Regions from separate parts of the Sus scrofa genome. Here regions 1, 2 and 3 are each linked to region 4. The links are chromatin contacts, called in public HiChIP or PLAC-seq maps. All regions are on one chromosome and are shown on one strand. Each heading gives the region's core, a stretch centred on a gene start, on an enhancer-like site or on the middle of the called end of the contact. The rest is flanking DNA. Distances are from core to core; before and after follow the strand shown. Region 1 has its middle 21 kb from the start of CCR2. Region 2 has its middle 42 kb from the start of CCR3. Region 3 has its middle 55 kb from the start of CCR2. Region 4 overlaps FYCO1 (FYVE and coiled-coil domain containing 1).

Evidence for each region. HiChIP or PLAC-seq counts read pairs in DNA pulled down with a chosen protein or histone mark.
Region 1: a contact with region 4 is called in an H3K27ac HiChIP or PLAC-seq map of alveolar macrophages. The contact joins two enhancer-like sites. A contact is called at or near these places in 2 of 5 promoter capture datasets (fetal liver and liver) and 1 of 2 datasets of contacts at active chromatin or transcription factors (alveolar macrophages).
Region 2: a contact with region 4 is called in an H3K27ac HiChIP or PLAC-seq map of alveolar macrophages. The contact joins two enhancer-like sites. A contact is called at or near these places in 1 of 5 promoter capture datasets (fetal liver) and 1 of 2 datasets of contacts at active chromatin or transcription factors (alveolar macrophages).
Region 3: a contact with region 4 is called in an H3K27ac HiChIP or PLAC-seq map of alveolar macrophages. The contact joins two enhancer-like sites. A contact is called at or near these places in 1 of 5 promoter capture datasets (fetal liver) and 1 of 2 datasets of contacts at active chromatin or transcription factors (alveolar macrophages).

What each region holds. Positions count from the first base shown.
Region 1 is chr13:29,345,177-29,349,300 of Sscrofa11.1, reverse strand. No RefSeq gene overlaps it. Among named protein-coding and RNA genes, the nearest start is that of CCR2, 21 kb to the left of the region's middle. Within about 2 kb of position 2,245, at least 5 of the 83 cell types and tissues checked have an H3K27ac peak or open chromatin away from gene starts, as enhancers often do. A contact at or near this core is called in alveolar macrophages, where this site is marked.
Region 2 is chr13:29,291,999-29,296,155 of Sscrofa11.1, reverse strand. No RefSeq gene overlaps it. Among named protein-coding and RNA genes, the nearest start is that of CCR3, 42 kb to the right of the region's middle. Within about 2 kb of position 2,020, at least 21 of the 83 cell types and tissues checked have an H3K27ac peak or open chromatin away from gene starts, as enhancers often do. A contact at or near this core is called in alveolar macrophages, where this site is marked.
Region 3 is chr13:29,311,906-29,316,053 of Sscrofa11.1, reverse strand. No RefSeq gene overlaps it. Among named protein-coding and RNA genes, the nearest start is that of CCR2, 55 kb to the left of the region's middle. Within about 2 kb of position 1,408, at least 23 of the 83 cell types and tissues checked have an H3K27ac peak or open chromatin away from gene starts, as enhancers often do. A contact at or near this core is called in alveolar macrophages, where this site is marked.
Region 4 is chr13:29,105,530-29,109,949 of Sscrofa11.1, reverse strand. FYCO1 (FYVE and coiled-coil domain containing 1) reads left to right here. Exons shown (of 17, transcript NM_001128477.1): 15 at 134-333; 16 at 2,925-3,069. Among named protein-coding and RNA genes, the nearest start is that of CXCR6, 12 kb to the right of the region's middle. Within about 2 kb of position 2,384, at least 20 of the 83 cell types and tissues checked have an H3K27ac peak or open chromatin away from gene starts, as enhancers often do. A contact at or near this core is called in alveolar macrophages, where this site is marked.

The sequences.
Region 1 (4,124 bases), core at 996-3,495, 240 kb before region 4:
GTCACTGCCATCATATTCTGCATGGCAGGGCCACGGATTTCCAGACAACAGGGGTTGTGTCTCTGATCTTGTTAACAAGTGTTTCTCAGGCGTGGCTATGCATCAACCCCAGTTAAGGAACTTGAGAGGAAGACAGATGCTTCTGTCATCCTGGCCCTGCTGAATCAGATTCCAGTAGCAAAGTGCTCAGCACATTTAAAGGACAGTCTAACTTCAGGGATTGGTAGGTCTCTGTAGGAAAATACTGGGAGATTGGCCAGCAAGTAAAGAAGGACCTGGTCTAGGGGAGTGACAGTGAAATAGTTCTAAGAGCGTTGTTCTGGTGCAGTAGGCAGTATGCCTTCGGAGGATGAAAGCCTATGGGCAGAGGCTTGAGCAGCAACCTGAACTGCTGTTTCACATTTGTATTCCTGGTGCCTAATGTGGTACAAAATCAATACTCAATGAATGAAGGAGTGAATGAATGAACTAGAGTCATAGTAGCAGGGATATAGCAGAAAACTTTGTCCTGGACGTAGCTCAACTGCAGACAGCCTAAGGATTAGTGCAAAATTTTCTTCAGCATCTTTTAGAATTTTGCCTTTTTTAAAAAAAAAAAAAATCTGAGACTGGGTTCATTACGTTCTGGCTCAGTAGTACTCTGACAGGAATGGAACACCTTTACGTACCCCACTCCCCCCCCCGCCCCCGACCTCAAGTGTGAATAGTGGTTGTAGCTGAGATCAGCAGATTTCTGCCCCACTTCCCCTGCTCCTCTGAGTCAACTACAGGGAAGGAAGAGTCATGCCTTTTCCTGGACACACATAGCTTTTGTTTAGGTCAGAGAGGAGTTGGAGTTTCAAGGTTGGGGTGTCAAAACCTAGTGCTTCTCAGTCTTTAATGTGCACATGAACCTTCTGGATATCTTGTTAGAATGCTGCTTCAGGGGCCAGGGGAGGGCCTGATTTGCATTTTTAACAAGCTCTTGGTTGATGCTGAAGCTGTTGATCCCAGACAACTGTTTGAGTATCAAGGTTCTGCAGAGCTTTCCACCCAGTGTTCCCAGTGATCAAAAGGATCGTAGAAGTTGAGTCTCCTGGCTGCACATAGCTTCATTTTGTTTACTCCAATAAGAATCATACTCTACAATGGTATGACCTGAAAGAGTTTGAGAAGCACTGCACAAAAGCATTAGTTCTTCAATTTGGGTTGGTATTAGAATCACCTAGGGAACTTAGTAAAACTACAAAAGCTCAGGCCCTATCCTGCTTCAAGGGACCCGGGCCTTTAGATGATTCTGATCCACACCAACTTGAGAACCATGCACCAATAAATAACTTTAGATGTCCCAGGCGATGAGCTGTAGTCTGCAAGAAAACAGCAAAGCAGCTGATCCACTGTTAGAAACAGGGAGGCTCATTTTTTCCCCTCAGCTTGTTGAGATATAATGGGCAAATAAAATACAGGGAGGCACTTTTTGTTCATTCATGCACCCATTCAGCAAACACACGTTGAGCTCTTACTATGTGTTAGCTATGGTTTTGAATACAGGAAGCATGGGAGTACTGAGATAAGTCAGACATGGATTCTGTCCTCATGAAGTTTGCAGTTTAGTGTGGGAGACAGATGCTAAACAGGTCATTCAGGTTCATACTCTGGAATAAAGCAGATAAGACATGCATGTTTATAAATCACCAGACCCACAGGGAACAGCTAGTCTGGGTCAGTTGCTAAGGTTACAAAATGAATAGGACAGAGTCATTCCCCCTCTAGAAACTCCTACACTGGTGACGAAAAAGGAATCCAAAATGTTAATGTATTGGGGTTCCTTGGGGTCCTAGGCAATAGCTCAGAGAAGACAAGGACCCTTCTAACTCATGGACTTTTAATCAATATCTAGTGGGTCACCGTGGAAATAGGGTGGGTTCTCATTGTGTGAACTAGCTCTCACAAATATTTTTAAGTGTCTAGTTAAAAATATTTTCTCCAGCTCCATCCCAGTTATGCCTATCCATGATCATAATTCACATCCTACAGGAAGCTGGAAGAGGAGAGGATTTTGATGTTTACTCTTACCAGGGTTTCACCTTTTGACATTCCATGACGTACACAACACCAGTGTTGTCCCCAGCCTCTCCAGCTCTAATGCTTGATATTTCAAATCCATACAGGCTCTAGGTCCTAAATAACATAGACTTTTACACACTAGGGGAGGCAGATGCACATCTTGCTTTTCTTCGTTAGAGGTCTGCAACTTGCGTCAAGCAGAAATGAGTCACTTCCTTGGCTTCCCTCTGCTTTGATGTTAAGGTCCAGAACTACATGACTTTAGTCTAGACCATGACAAAAGTTCTCCTGGTAGGGCCTGGTATCTTCAACTGCAGTTGCTTTTATGATGAGCCCAGCAGAAATATCATGCACCTGAAATAGAATGTGTTTATACCTCAGCCTTTGAATTGTCTCACCAAATAGAATCAAATGAAAAGAGGAAGTTGTCTCCAACCTCAGGAATGAGGAACCACCGTATAGTACACATTCAGTAAAGCATTACCATCAAGCATTGGAATAGCTGCCCTTTTCAAAACAATGAAATTATTGCATTTGTGTGTACCAAAGATACTGTTTCACATACTCTTTCTTTTCACATCTGTAATTTCCCCTTGGCCCCATCTGTACAAAACCCATATGAATTTCCCTCTCTCTTCTCCCATGCAAAAATCCCTATCTCCTCTTTCTTTTTCTCCAGAATAATATGTAGAGGTAATCAATGCCTTAGGTCTGTAGTAATGGGTCAGCAAGTGCTGAGGACCGAGGGAGGTGTTGTGAGGGGAGAAATATTGAGGCTTCTGTCCTCAAGGAGGATGCCTTCTGATGAAAGAGGCAGGGTGTAACAGACCTGGAAGGGCAGCCTGCAGTGCTGGGTTGCTTGTTTGTAGGGCAGTGAGGTCTCAGTTTATGCTGGGGGTAGCTTGTATCTCATTCAAGAATGATATCGATCTGTTGTGTACTTATGCTGTCTTTATATGATTTTGGTATCAGAGTAATGCTAGTCTCATAGAATGAGCTAGGAAGTATTTCCACCTCTTCAATTTAAAAAGCATTTGTTAGAAATGGTATTGTTGGAGTTCCCGTCGTGGCGCAGTGGTTAACGAATCCGACTAGGAACCATGAGGTTGCGGGTTCGAGCCCTGGCCTCGCTCCGTGGGTTAGGGATCCGGCATTGCCGGGACCTGTGGTGTAGGTTGCAGACGCGGCTCGGATCCCGAGTTGCTGTGGTCTGGCGTAGGCTGGCGGCTACGGCTCCGTTTCGACCCCTAGCCTGGGAACCTCCATATGCCATAGGAGCGGCCCAAGAAATGGCAAAAAGACAAAAAAAATAAATAAATTAAAAAAATAAATGGTATTGTTTTCTTCTTCAAATGTCTAGTAGAGTTGAAGCCATCTGGAGTTTTCTTTGTGGAGGGTTTTTAAACTAGAATTTCAATTCATTTAATATCTCTTGGGCTATTCAGTTTATCTGTTTCTTTTGGGGTGGACTTTGGTTATCTTTCATGTAATTTGCTTTATCTTAATTGCCTAATTTATTTGTATAAAATAGTTCATAATATTCCCTTAGTGCCTTTAGAATCTGTAGCAATGTTACCATTCTCATTTGTGGTAGGGGCAATTTGTGTCTGTTTTTTTTTTTTTTTTTTTTTTTTTTTTTTGACTCTTTGATGGTCTGGCTAGAATTTTATTAATCTTCATCAAGAAACAGCTTTTCATTGATTTTTTTTCTCTTTTTTTGTTTTCTATCGCATGGATTTATGTTCTTGTTTTTATTGTTTTCTTCTGTTTACTTTGCATTAATTTTGTCCTACTTTTCTAGTTTTTTAGGGTGTAGGCTGAGGTCATTGATTTGAGACTTTTTTTCCCCACACCCACAGCATGTGAAAGTTCCTTGGTCAAGGATTGAAATTATGCTACAGCAGCAACCCAAGCTGCTGCAGTGGCAGCACCAGGTCTTTAGCCTACTGTGCTACAAGGGAATTCGTAGATATATTTTTTTTAAATATAGGAATTTAGTGCTGTCAGCTTCTCTGTAAACATTACTTTAGCAGCATCCCACAAATAGATTGCAATGGTAGAGCAAAGCAAAATCTAAA
Region 2 (4,157 bases), core at 771-3,270, 190 kb before region 4:
CGGACTTCCATTTTCCCATTCTGGGACGTGGATATGTGTCTCCTCTGACGCCCACAGCATGCTCTCTAGCATTTCATTTCCACATCAGTTAATCTTGATTTCTAAACCCACCTTCTTCCAAGAATGACTGTATAGGCATGGTTTGGACAGCTCCCAGAATGGGGAAGGAAGGACTGCTGGGCCTCAGGGGGAGGTCAGGGAGCCCCTCTCCAGGCCACAGCCACAGGATCAATCAGCTCTACCCATCCTTGTATGTCTTCATTTGAATTTTCAAGTTCCAGTTGGTCAGGATCCATCACTGTGGGATCAAACAAGTCAAGAGGAACCTAGGAGGAGCCTGGTAATGGCCACTGTAGGAATCATCATGAACCAAGCATCCCCCACCCCATGTTTGTATCTGTAGCAGTGTTACCCCCCCCCCCCCCCCGCAACAGGGTACATCCAAACCTTTCTTAATTCAGGCAGCAAAGTGCCCTTGCTTCCAGACCTCTTGTTTATCATCTGCTGCTTTCCCCTGTCCGCACTGACCATGAGTCTCTACTTCCTGAACACTGTGTATTCAGTCTCAGCTCTTCCTTTGTGTAACCCAGCTTTCCTCAGAGGTATAGCTCCTGTCCTTAGAACCCAGCCTTGCCTCTCCTCCTTCAGGAATTTTTCCATGAACACCTACTTGACACTTTCCATGTATTTTTTTCTTTTATTGCAGCTTGTAACTTGTTTTCCTGTGCCAAATATTATCTCCTCATGTCACACAAGATCCCAGCAGAAAATGACATGCTCAGATTGGGCAGTTTGAGGAGAGTTTAGTCAAGGAACATTTACAAAGGTGATGGCAGTGTGGAGGGAGAATGCATCCCCCTGAGCTGAGTAACAGTGGAATTTCCTACCAGCCTAGGTCCAAAGTGCCAAGGGGTAGGAGGAACTGGCGAGGTCCAGAGCTGAGAGATAGGCCCTGCTGTGGGGGATGTCACCAGCCTCCAGTGCTGCTGCAGGGAGGAGACTGGGGGAATCGACACTTTGACCTCACTCTCCTCCCTTCATCTAACTTCCTGCAGGTGCTCCCCATGGATTCTCCCTAATCCAGAGAGCAAGGGAGAAGACTGGTGTGGTCCATAAGGGGCAGCTTCTCGGGTGCAGAGCAGTGGGGAGAGTAGATCCAGGTGGGGATGACAGAGTATACCCCCCACTCCTTATTTTGACAGAGTATTTAATCTTGAGGCCAGCAACCATGTTTTTCTTTCACCATTCCCTTTACCTCCTGGCATAAAGACTAGGACAATTATAGGTGTTGAGTAAATAGGACCAATTGGAGTTTGATTGATGAATAGCATCCTATTGAACAACATAGGATGAGCAGAACGTCTCTCCCTCTGTCCCTTCCCACTTGTCCTGGGCCAGAGAAGTTGCCGTTCTGATGAGCAGGTTTCAGAGCATGAATTGGCTGCACTTGCTAGCTTTGGGGGCCTTTGTGGGGGTTTTAAAGGTCCCACACATGCTCAAGCAGGTCTAGTCTGCTTCCACCCCTCAAGCAGCAGTATGGTGAATCAGGGTGGGTACCACGGAGACAAGTGCTGCCACCTTGCTTTTGTCTCCTAGTCACACATGTTTCAGCCTACCCATTGCTTTGAGCTTGGGCCAGGCCCTCTGGAATAAGATTTGAATTTCGGTTTAAGAGGAGATAGTGGAATTTCATAGGCCTTGAACTGTTACCAGCTTTACCTAGGCCCTGCACCAGGGAACTAGCAATTAGCCCTGGTCATAACAAAGTGAAACCGTGTTGCCTACCTCTGTTCCTCCCTCTTGTGGCCACTGCGTTGCACAGTTCATAGAGATGCAGATGGTATCCCTTAGAGTTTTGCAACTTAGCTGGACAAGATCAGATACAGTCATTCCTGCCTTTATTGCTATAGCATCATCAAAACCTCACCTCCCACCCAGCATGTGGGGGTATTTCTCTGCTTCATTATTTTCTTGAGTGACTGCCCTGGGTTGGCTGAGTCTCTGGCATTGGAAGGCCCCCTAGTGTTCACATTTTCCATTGCAGCTGTAACTGAAGGAGAGGTTAGCAAGTAAGGGGGACAGTCTGAGGGTTGGGGTCAGTTCCTCAGGACCCAAACTAAGCCAGGAAGAATCTTGTCCTGTCTGAAAACTGAGAGGCTTTCCTCAGGTCAGAAAGTCTAGATTGCAAGAGGCAGCCATTCTTCTGATGGCATGAGGACAGTGGCGTGGCATAGGTTCTTGCTTAGCAGAAAAGGTTACCTTTGAAAATAGGCAGAATCAGAGTTCCCTTTGTGGCTCAGCGGATTACAAACCCAACTAGTATCCATGAGGACATGGTTCAATCCCTGGCCTGGCTCAGCGGGTTAAGGTTCTGGCATTGCCATTAGCTGTGGTGTAGGTTGCAGATGTGGTTCAGATCCCACAATGCTGTGGCTATGGTTGTGGCATAGGCCAGCAGCTGTGGCTCCAGTTCAACCCCTGGCCTGGAATTTCCATATGCTGTAGGCAAGGCCCTAAAAAAGCAAAAAAAAAAAAAAAAAAAAAAAAAAAAAAAAAAAAGGCAAAATCTAGGTATACAGAATTTTAAAGGTATGAATAAGTATTTCTATATTCAAGCTCATATTCATACCCATATAGATATATTTATATCTATACATGTGTATTTATATATCATTACTTTTACCCCCTCTGCCTTATTTCTCAGCCAGGGTCTGGGGCTCTGACATCCATTTAAGTCCCACAGGGCAGTCCTGCATATTCACTAAGCCCTCTGTAGACCTCAAGAGCTGAAATTTGGGGGCTTTGAATTTGCCACCAGTCTGTTGACCCAACAGAACTTAAGAGGTATGAACAGAAAGAATCTTTACTTTTATGCCTCCTGTCCCTTTAAATTGGATCAGAGGCTGAAGTTCTTCTAGCCCCAGTTGGGCTGTCCCATGACTTTTGCCATCACACTTAGGTACAAAAGAAAAAGTCCCATTATCATTTGAAGTCACAAAAGAGAATTTCAGTTCAGAAATTGAAGGGTTGATCTTCATATGAATATCAAAACTCAGCCTGATTTGACAGTTAAATCCACCTCTCCTCCCAGCTGGCTCAGGGATGAACTGACACAGGAAGGAAGAGTGGGGGCACCCTCCTACTTCTCTCTCTTTCTCTCTCTCTCTGTCTCCCTCGTGGCACCTCTGCTACTTCCTCAACGTGGTTTCTAGTCCTCCAGCTGGTGGGTACTGGGAAAGGAAGGAAAGTGGGGTGAGGAAGGTTTTTGTTTGACTGGCCCTGTCATAAGATGTTGACTTCACCCCCAGCTCCTCTTGTGGGGCTGGCAGGTATTTAAAAGTTGATTCTGGGAGTTCCCATCGTGGCTTAGCAGTGACAAACCCAACTGGTATCCAAGAGGGTGTAGGTTCAATCCCTGGCCTCACTCAGGGGGTTAAGGATCTGGCGTTGCCACGAGCTGTGGTGTAGGTCGCACGTCGCTGTGGCTCTGGCATAGGCCAGCAGCTGAGGCTCCAATTGGACCCCTAGCCTGGTAACTTCCATATGCCACACATGTGGCCCTAAAAAAGGCAGTAATAAATAAATAAATAAAAATTTTAAAAGTTGATTCTTTCTCTCATGGTCTGCTTTTGTAGAGTCATTAGAAACTTCCCTGGGAATAGTCAGCATAATTGCATTTTCCCTGGCTGACAGATTCCCATTATCTCCTGTGGTTTCAGCAGTCCACCGCACACACATTTCTCTCATCCTGCAAATGAGCTTCATCCAGGCAGTCTTCTTGGGCATGAATGGAAATCCTCCAGTAAACTCTCTCACTTCGTCTATGGGGAAAAAAAAAATCCCACATCCTTTGCCAAAATCAGCTCTAAAAGCATAGATCCATCCTAAAGTAGTGGCACTTTTTCTCTGTTCCACCCCCAAAGTGGCTGGCTGGTCTTGTCTCCCAATTCCCTGAGTGAGAGCAGGTCTTCTTTAACTGAAGTGACTTGTATCAAGCTCTCAGGTGGTCCCATCGGCTTGAGGTGAGAGACAGTACCCACCATGCCCTCATTCCTTTCCATCCCTGGTGTAGAGGTACCTAGCAGCCCTCAACAAAGAATGCCTTTTCAGGTAGCTCCCTAATTTTCACCAATCCAACCTCTTTGTCCCCAGTGTAG
Region 3 (4,148 bases), core at 159-2,658, 210 kb before region 4:
GGCCATGGCTTTTTACCCCTTAGGACCTCAGTTTCCCCAAAAGTAAAGATAGCATATTGGGGTCTAGCCCAGGACCCATGGTCCCTGGGACTCAGGATTGTTTCTTGCTCTGTATACTGTGTTAAAGATAGAAGAGTAAAGGGGAGCCACGACCCTGGAAGTGTCTTCTTCTGATGTCTCTTTTGCCTATTTCATTATGAGTCTAGGGAAGTAGGGTGAAAGACGAGGTTGCAGAAATGATTCGTCTCTCACCAAATGGGTTGTTTGCATTGTTTCCAGGCCCTCCCTGATAGTGGTTCTCCAACTTGTCCTTGCTGAGGCACGGGTTCACAGGCCTACCCTGGTTTCTGTTTCAGGGGGTATGGGGTGAGTAAGGCCCAGGACTGCTTTTCTAACAACAAGCTGCTGATACTGCTGGTCTGGCGACCACACTTTGAAAACCACTGTTCTGTGGGACTGAGCTCAAAGCTTGCAACTCCTCACATGTTGACCTTGGCCTCATTCCCATGCATCTGACTGGCATTCCAAGCCTAGGAGACCCCACTGAATGAGTACCTCACTTCCATCCACTTGGATTAGGGGAAGGCCACCTGTGCCCAGACTAAGTGCCTCTCCCCCCAAACACAAATGTGGGCATCTACCCCTAGCTGGGCCAACGAGCTGCTTCCAGGGTAACTGAGATGGGACAGGGAGATTCCAGCCTCTTGGTCTGGCACCTATCTATGGCAGAAACCTCAGCTTGTGGAAGTAGGAATAAAGCTCATTTCAGCTACAGGAGAAGAGAAGCAGAGGCCACAAGAGAAGTTGACAGGAGAGGAGAGGTTCCCTGTTTCCCTAGGCTCCCATTGCTGTTTGCCTCTCACCTTTGAGGCCTTGCTGTACCTCTGTCTTCAGAATCCTTGAAGTAGGCCCTGTATCCATAAAATAAATACCTCTGTTGTCTTAAACCAGTAGTTTTCAAGTTCTAATGCATGTTAATTGCTTGTAAAAATATATTGCTGGATGTGACATCCAGAATTTCTGATTCAGTATGCCTGGCACCTATCTATGGGGGGGCCCTAAGAACCTGGATTTCTGTCAAGTCCCCAGCTAATAGGATGCTGCTGGCCCAGGGATCTAACTTTGAACACCACTGGCTTCAATAGCAGCCTCCTCAATATCCTTGCTTGTGTGATGACTGAAGCTAGAGCTTCAGTGGAGCCTCAGGCTTTTCTAGGTGTCTCTGTAGTGGTCTACACATCTTAGCTACTCAGTCCTGACAGCAGCCCTTTGAGGAAAGGGGATGTGTAATTACTGTTGTGCAGAGGAGAAGGTCATGGTTGTGAGAGGCTAAGGAATATGCCTGATGTCCCTCTTTCAGAGACAGCAGAGCCAGGAGTCAAGTTTCAGTTGTCTGACTTGGAACTAGTGCTCAGTTTCACTTCCCATTCTGGCCAAACTGGGTGTGTTAGCACCCTCAGGACACAGCCCACACCCTAGCCCTCTGTGCCTTTGCTTACACTGGCCCTGCCTAGAGTGCTTCTCTGCCGTGGGCTCTGCCTTGTCATCCTTAGAGTCCACCAGAGGCTCCCTCCCCTCGGAAGCTCCCCCAGACTACCGAGTCTCTCCCCACTCCTGGCCCAAGCGGTCGATAACGTCCTCCTCCTGTGAACATCCATTGCACTTTATGTTGATCTTACTCAATTTTGTCTTGTGTTTTAGCTGCTTGTTTTCTCAGCCCCATTGTACGTGCCTGTGAACTCCTTAAAGGCCGGGACAGATGTGTTTGTGTTCATTGCCCTTCCATTCCCTGCACCCAGCTCAGGGCTTCAGATATGCCCACATTTACCAGACACCTGTTAGGGCGAACCAGGAAAAGAAAGGAGTGACTTAGTCCTTGGTGCAGGCTGTGCCTCTGGGAAATCAGCCTGCAGGGTGTTATTAAGGGTGCTTAGGGATAACTCGGGCAGGAAGGTCAGGAAGGAGGATGAGAAGAGCAAGGAGCTGAACACGTGCCATCTCAACCAAAGTCATGGCTGACTCCATGGGGAGCTGTGGAACTGGAGGACCCTGCGGAGTTATGAAGAGACAAGGCAGTGGGTGAAGGCTGTCCTGGGAAGGTGGTGTGACCCTTTTCAGCCAAGAAGCTGAAAAGAAGGCTGATTCCCAAAGAAGGCTGATAGCTGAAGCTATGTTGGCGGCACTTCCAGCCCTGGGGGGAATGAACCCTTCAAATGTGAAGGGAGCCTGGGGTGCAGCACAGTGACCCTGTATGCACCCACAAATGTCTCCTCACCCTCTCAGCCCTGGTGCTGCCCTTCTGGTCCCTGCTGCCAGCTTTCTGCATCTTGTACTCCATTCAGGCATTTGGGGGGCCTCTGGTGTGGCAGGTGATACCAGCTGACTGCCCCAATCCCACCTCTCCTCCTTCCTTCAGATTCCGTGCTTACATTCAGGACAGACTCCTTTCCAGCTAGAGGTGGCCATGCAGTGCAGTCCAGGCAATGAGACCAAGGGGGAAACTTTTTGGGGATTCCTGGGAAATTGTTCTTCCCTCATATTCTTGCTGCCCCTTCTTCCTCTTAATTCATTTCTTCTTTTTTCTTCCTTCTTAGAATTCAGATATGGAGCCCATGTGGCAACTAGGCGGACAAAAGTTTCACTCTAGGGGTGCAGAGCAGAGAGCTGGATGTAGCAGCTGGGGTGTATGTGTGAGTCAGACAAGGCCATGATTAGTGAAGCCACTATGTAGCTGAGTTTCTGTCATGTGCACGTTGGGGAGACTCAGCTGGAAGGATCACTCCTATTATTATGGCCAGTGTCTGTGCTGTCCACTCAGTGCATTGCTCTTGTACATCCGGTTATCTAGAAGTATGTGGGCTGGAGTTGTGAGTCATGAATTATGAGTCTGGGACTTGGCAGCTGATGAAAAGTCTTGGAAAATAGGGAAGAGGTCCTAAAGGGTAGATGTGGAGGAGGCTAGACAGCAAGGAACAAGCATAGACAGAGGAGGAGAAAAAGCCAAATCGTTGTTCTAATGGTCATTTCCTGCTAATCCCTAGTGTCACCAGCACACCCAGATCTTTCACGGGCCACACATAGGACGAGGAAGGTGGCCTTGGAGAGCTTAGGGCTCAAAGGTGGGCAGAACTAAGGCAAATCTTGGATTCCTCTCTGATGAGCTCTGTGACCTTGAGCAAGTCACTTAGCCTTTCTGAGTTTTTGTCTGGAAAAAGGATTAATGTGATTTACAAATTGAGGTAGGCCAAGAGAAATATTTGAGATAAATTGTTGAAAAAATGAAGGAAAACACATGGACCCCAGTGAGTCCGGCGGCAGAGGGTGTGCTCCAAGTTTTGGTACACTTGCTGCAGGCCTTCCAATGACTTGCCCTCAGCCCAGCAGCCAATGAAAAGAGTAAACCGCATCTAGTTTCGAATTCTCAGGACTCACCAAACCAGGCGGGGTAGTTCCTCAAGAGACACATAGCCATTCTTGGTACTAGATTCAAGGAGAGAAATGTGTTCCATGGGTCTTATTTGAAAGGACATGGACAGTGAAGCCTGTTATGAAATATTTTATACAGGACCATCTTAAAAAAGTGGTCAAATAAGTATGGAAAGCCCTGTCTGTTAGACCTCCTGGGGGAGTTCCACAATACTGTGAGTTTCACAGCAAACAGATTAGTTTCCAGAACTTCTGGAACATGGAAGAGTGTCTTAGACTTCTTCTTCCTCTTGTTCCTAATTTTCTGTCACAGCTGTGGACCGGTGCATGATGGAGCTCCCTCTGGCAACTACTGGGGCAGTGTCCTCAGTGTCCTGAACACGATCCAAGGGGAAGATACAGCAGAGCCTTTGAAGAGCCATTTTAAAATGAAACACCTCTCAGTGTCGGTCATCGCTGAAGCATAGTTCAGGAAGAGAAGGGGGCTGTGCAGGGCTGCATCTGCCTCACACGGAGCATCCAGTAAATGTGCCTGGAGCAGTCTTCCCTTTCTAGACCCAGAGAACAGTCCCTTGCTAAGGGGTTAGGGCCATTCATAAAATATGAGCTATTCCTTTCTTTTGGATTGATTTAAAATTTCCCTTTTATGGGTTTCCTAAAAGCAAAAGCAACAGTCCTGGACACCTTCAAGGAGAGCAAGTGTATTTCTTGTACCTAAACAT
Region 4 (4,420 bases), core at 1,135-3,634:
CCTTAAGGCCATACTCTAGAGGGGGGACAGAGCCATGTCTAACAAGCCATGTGGCATCCAGTTCCGGTGCCAGGCAGGTCACACAAGACCTATGGTGTGGTGTCCTCACAGCCTGTGCCCATGTCGTCCCCAGAATATGTGGCCGTATCTTCTGTTACTACTGCTGCAACAACTACGTCCTGAGCAAGCACAGCGGCAAGAAAGAGCGCTGCTGCCGGGCCTGCTTCCACAAGCTGAGTGGGGGTCCCGGGTCACCTGACAGCACCAGCTCTGGCACCAGCCAGGGAGAGTCCAGCCCCACCCCTTCATCAGCCCAGGCTCCCGGAGGCCAAGGTCAGTCTCCCACCACTGCCCTTGGTGTTCTGCAGGTACATCCCCCACTCCCACTACCCATTGTGGCTGCCTAGACATGCTTAATTCAGTGTCTTCCAAACTTAGGCACCAAAAAGGTAGTACCACTAATTTGAGACTTTCTTTTTGATGTAATTAGGGTTGAAGGAGAATCGAAAAGAGAATAACTTTCTCCTGTTATGACTCAGTGCTATTTTACATGAAGTCTGTTTACCTCTTAACTCACATAGCACCAGAGGAGCACACCCCACACTTTGGAAAACACTATCTCCCAGGGCCCCAGCCCTGGTGTCCAGCCTTCTCTCCCAGGGTAACCAAAGGCCAGAAGTTGAATCTGGAACATATCCTTCTCTATGTCCCTGTAGCTCACGTTCTTTCCCAGTGGCCTAGAAGGATGTATTCTCCTTCATGTTCTCTCACTCAGCTCAGTAAAAGGAAGTAGAATTTGGTTACTGCTGCTTCTGCTCTGAGCACAGCCTCGAAAACTAGCCTAGGCTCCCTTCTCAGACTGGACTGTGGATGTAGAGCACCAGGGGGGCCAGCAGTGACTCTCATCTGTGCTCAAGCCTCTTGAAGCTGGTCCTCCGAGACTCTGCCTTTGCCCCGGCCTGGATCCAGGCCAGCTGGCCTTCAGAAATACTGCTAGTTCCTCTTTTGTTTAGCTGAATCATCAAGGAATTGGCAGGCCTCAAAAAAGAACTGCTCAGGCATGGGGAAGTTTACTTTCCACATTAGAGTGGTGTTTTAATTGTTGAATTTTGAAAGTCTTTTATATATCCTGGATATGAATTATCAGATATGTGTTTTATAAATATCTTCTCCCAATATATAGTCTGTCTATTTAAATTTTCTTTCAAAGAGCAGAAGTTTATAATATTGATAAAGTCCAGTCAGTTTTTTTTCCCCTTATGGATCCATTTTTTCCTATTCTTTTAGTATCATATCTATCTTTGCTTAACCCACAGACTCAAAGAGCTTCTTCCTTTTCCTGCTACAAGTTTTATGATTTTAAGTTCATGTTTGAATCTGTGATCCATTTTGAGCTAATTTTTTAATACAGTGCCAGCTATGCCCGGAGATTCATTTTTTGTGTATGGTTATCCAAATGTTCTAGCACCATCGGTCTTTTCCTATAGAACTGCCTTTGCATCTTTGTCAAAAATCAGTTGCTTTTATAGATGTGGGTCAGTATCTGGCCTTTCTATTCCTCCATTTAGCTATGTTCCTTTTTCTTCCACCAGTACCAATCTGTTATGATTACCATAGTTTTATAACGAGTCTTAAAATCAGATAGAGTGGGTCCTCCAATTTTGTTCTTTATTAGAGTGTTGGCTGTTCTGGGTCCTTGGTGTTTCCATATTACTTTTAGAGTCAGCCAGTTGGTCTCTACAAAAAAATCCTGGTGACATTTTGATTGGGATTGCATTGAATCTCTGGATCAATTTGGGGAGAACTGACATCTTAACAAAATCAGTCTTTCAATCCACGAACATGGCATAGCACTCTGTTTAGGTCTCCTTTGATTTCTCTCAGTGGGCATCATTTTGGATCCCTGATGCTCATGTTCCCTTCTTCCTTCCCTCTGTCAGCCTCAGAAGGCAGGTTCAGGAGTGTGGCTGGGCCTGTGGAGAGAAACCAATCCCTGGTCCCCCTTTTCAGCCTGCACCTCAAGCCCTCTATTACACAGACTTTTGACAAGAGGAGAGACATTCCTTCTTAAGAGCAGCCTATCCCAGAAGCCATGTGGCAGGGCCCACTGGGAATTGTAGCTCATATTACCTGCTCTTGTTGAATAGTCCAAGAATCTTTCCCTTGCCCAGCTCACTGGTGGGTGTTCCAGTGACAACAGAGGGTGGCACAGTGCCAGTCTGCTGAGGCTACTTGTTTTGATTTCTGACATTTCCTGTCTCCTCCTCTGTCTGTCTCTCTGTCTTTCACCTCAGACCTGCCACCACATTTTCCATGACAGGCAAGAGAGTTCTGGTGGTGGGTGGCTGGCACAGCCATCCACACAGCATCCTTCCTACAGGGTGGCCTGCAAAGGTGGACAGGAGTCCGTCAGTCAGAAGCACCATGGCTGCTGCAGCTCCCTGTGCAGAGGGAGGCTCTTTTCCACCCCCCAGTGGGTCGGGATGAAAATGCAGGTCAGATAGAATCCTGCTTTCACAGAGACATGAACGAGGTCTGACTGATGGAGCAAGGATTTGGCATCAAAGAAATATTTACCTTTTTATCAGAATCTTTCCTTGTAAGGTTTTGATAGGTTTTTTGTTTGTTTGTTTGTTTTTCTGCTGAATAAGGGGTCTCGGAATATGTAGGAGCTTGAGACCTCTAAGCCCCTAGCTAAGGAGCTGTAGAAAAATCTTAGGTTATGCATTCAGTTTCATCCATGATCCCCTCATCTACTTTTCTGGAACATCCCAACAGCCATTTCTCTCCATCTGGACAGAATGGCTGTTGGTTGAATGGGCACTTAGAGTGTGTCCTGCTGGCTCACCCCTCGTAGCTGTGCTCCCTCCCTGTCCTGGGCATGACTGTGCGTTTCCTCTCTCTCCTGACTGCCTCTGACCCAGGGGCGAACACAGACTGCAGGCTGCCCAACGACGCCGTGTTTGATATCATCACGGATGAGGAGTTGTGCCAGATACAGGAGTCCGGCTCCTCCTTGCCTGAAACACCTACCGAAGTGGATTCTCTTGACCCAAACGTGGCCGAACAGTGAGTAGACATCACCTCCGCTTCCTCAAAGGGCCTGTACTTTTTTATCAAAGGGTTGGGAGAATTCAGAAGCAGGATTTGCAGTCTTTGCTTAAGGGAAGGTGCCTCAGAACAGTGCCTGAGATAGGATGGCCCTTGAGGAGCCTCATGGCTTGGGGAGTTGTCGGTGTCGAGCCTCATCTGGGAGTTCCTGGGCATATCTGTCAGCATCCCCATGAAGGCCTTTCCTGGCTCAGGCGACTGTATTAATCTGCTGAGGCCACCATAAAAACAAATACCACAGACCAGGTGACTTAACAGAAGTCTATTTTCTCACAGTTCTGGAATGTCTAAGGCCGAGGTGTCAGCAGGTTTGGTTTCCTGAGGCCTTTTCCTTGGCTGGCAGACAGTTGCTCTCTTCCTGTGTCCTCACTTGGTCACCCCTGCTATGTGCTTGTACTCCTGATGTCTCTCTGGGTCCTGATCTCTTCTTATAAGGACATCAGTCAGGTTGAATTATTGGCCTCATTTTAACTCAATTATTTCTTTAAAGGTCTTATCTCTCAAAACAGTCATGTTCTGAGGTCCCAAGGTTAGGATATCAACAAATGAATTTAAGTGGGTAGGACATAATTCAGCGCACAAGAGGAGCCCTTGCTGTGCTGCCTTCAGCCATGCGCAGAGCAACACTCTGCTCTTTCTCTTTTGGTGCAGTGGGTTAAAGATGTGGCATTGATGCTACTGTGGCTCAGGTTCAGTCCTTGGCCCAGGAACTTTCACATGCCACAGGTGCAGCTAAAAAAGAAAAATAAATTAAAGCCAAGCTAAAAAGGGGGAAAAAAAATAAAAAGAAAAGGAGTTCCCACTGTGGTGCAGTGGGTTAAGAATCCATCTGCAGTGGCTCAGGTCTCTGCAGAGGTAGTTTCAATCCCCAGTTCAGCCCAGCAGGCTAAAGGATCCGGTGTTGCTACAGTTGCAGCATAGGTCACAGCAATGGCTCAGATTCAGTCTCTGGCCCAGGAACTTCCTTCATATGCCATGGGTGTGACCATAAAAAGGAAAAGAAAAAAGAAAAAGAAAAACCATGCTTATCGTTTGGAACCATTCATCAAGCTCCGTAGTGGTGCCAGGAGAAAAGAAGCTCGGATTCAGTTTCATTTGTCTTGGGCAGATGTTTCTCTCAGAAGTTCTTTTAGCTCCATCTAAGCCCTCCCCAAACCCCAAAGTTCTAAAAGCAGTAAAAGTACAGACAATTCCATTACCCTGAGCTCTCTGGAATGTGGAAGACTTTCCACTCCCCTCATCCGTGCTCTGCCCTGTCGCCAGTCTCTTGTGTTGCCTGAAATAGCTGCACAAAAGTGCCACTATATGG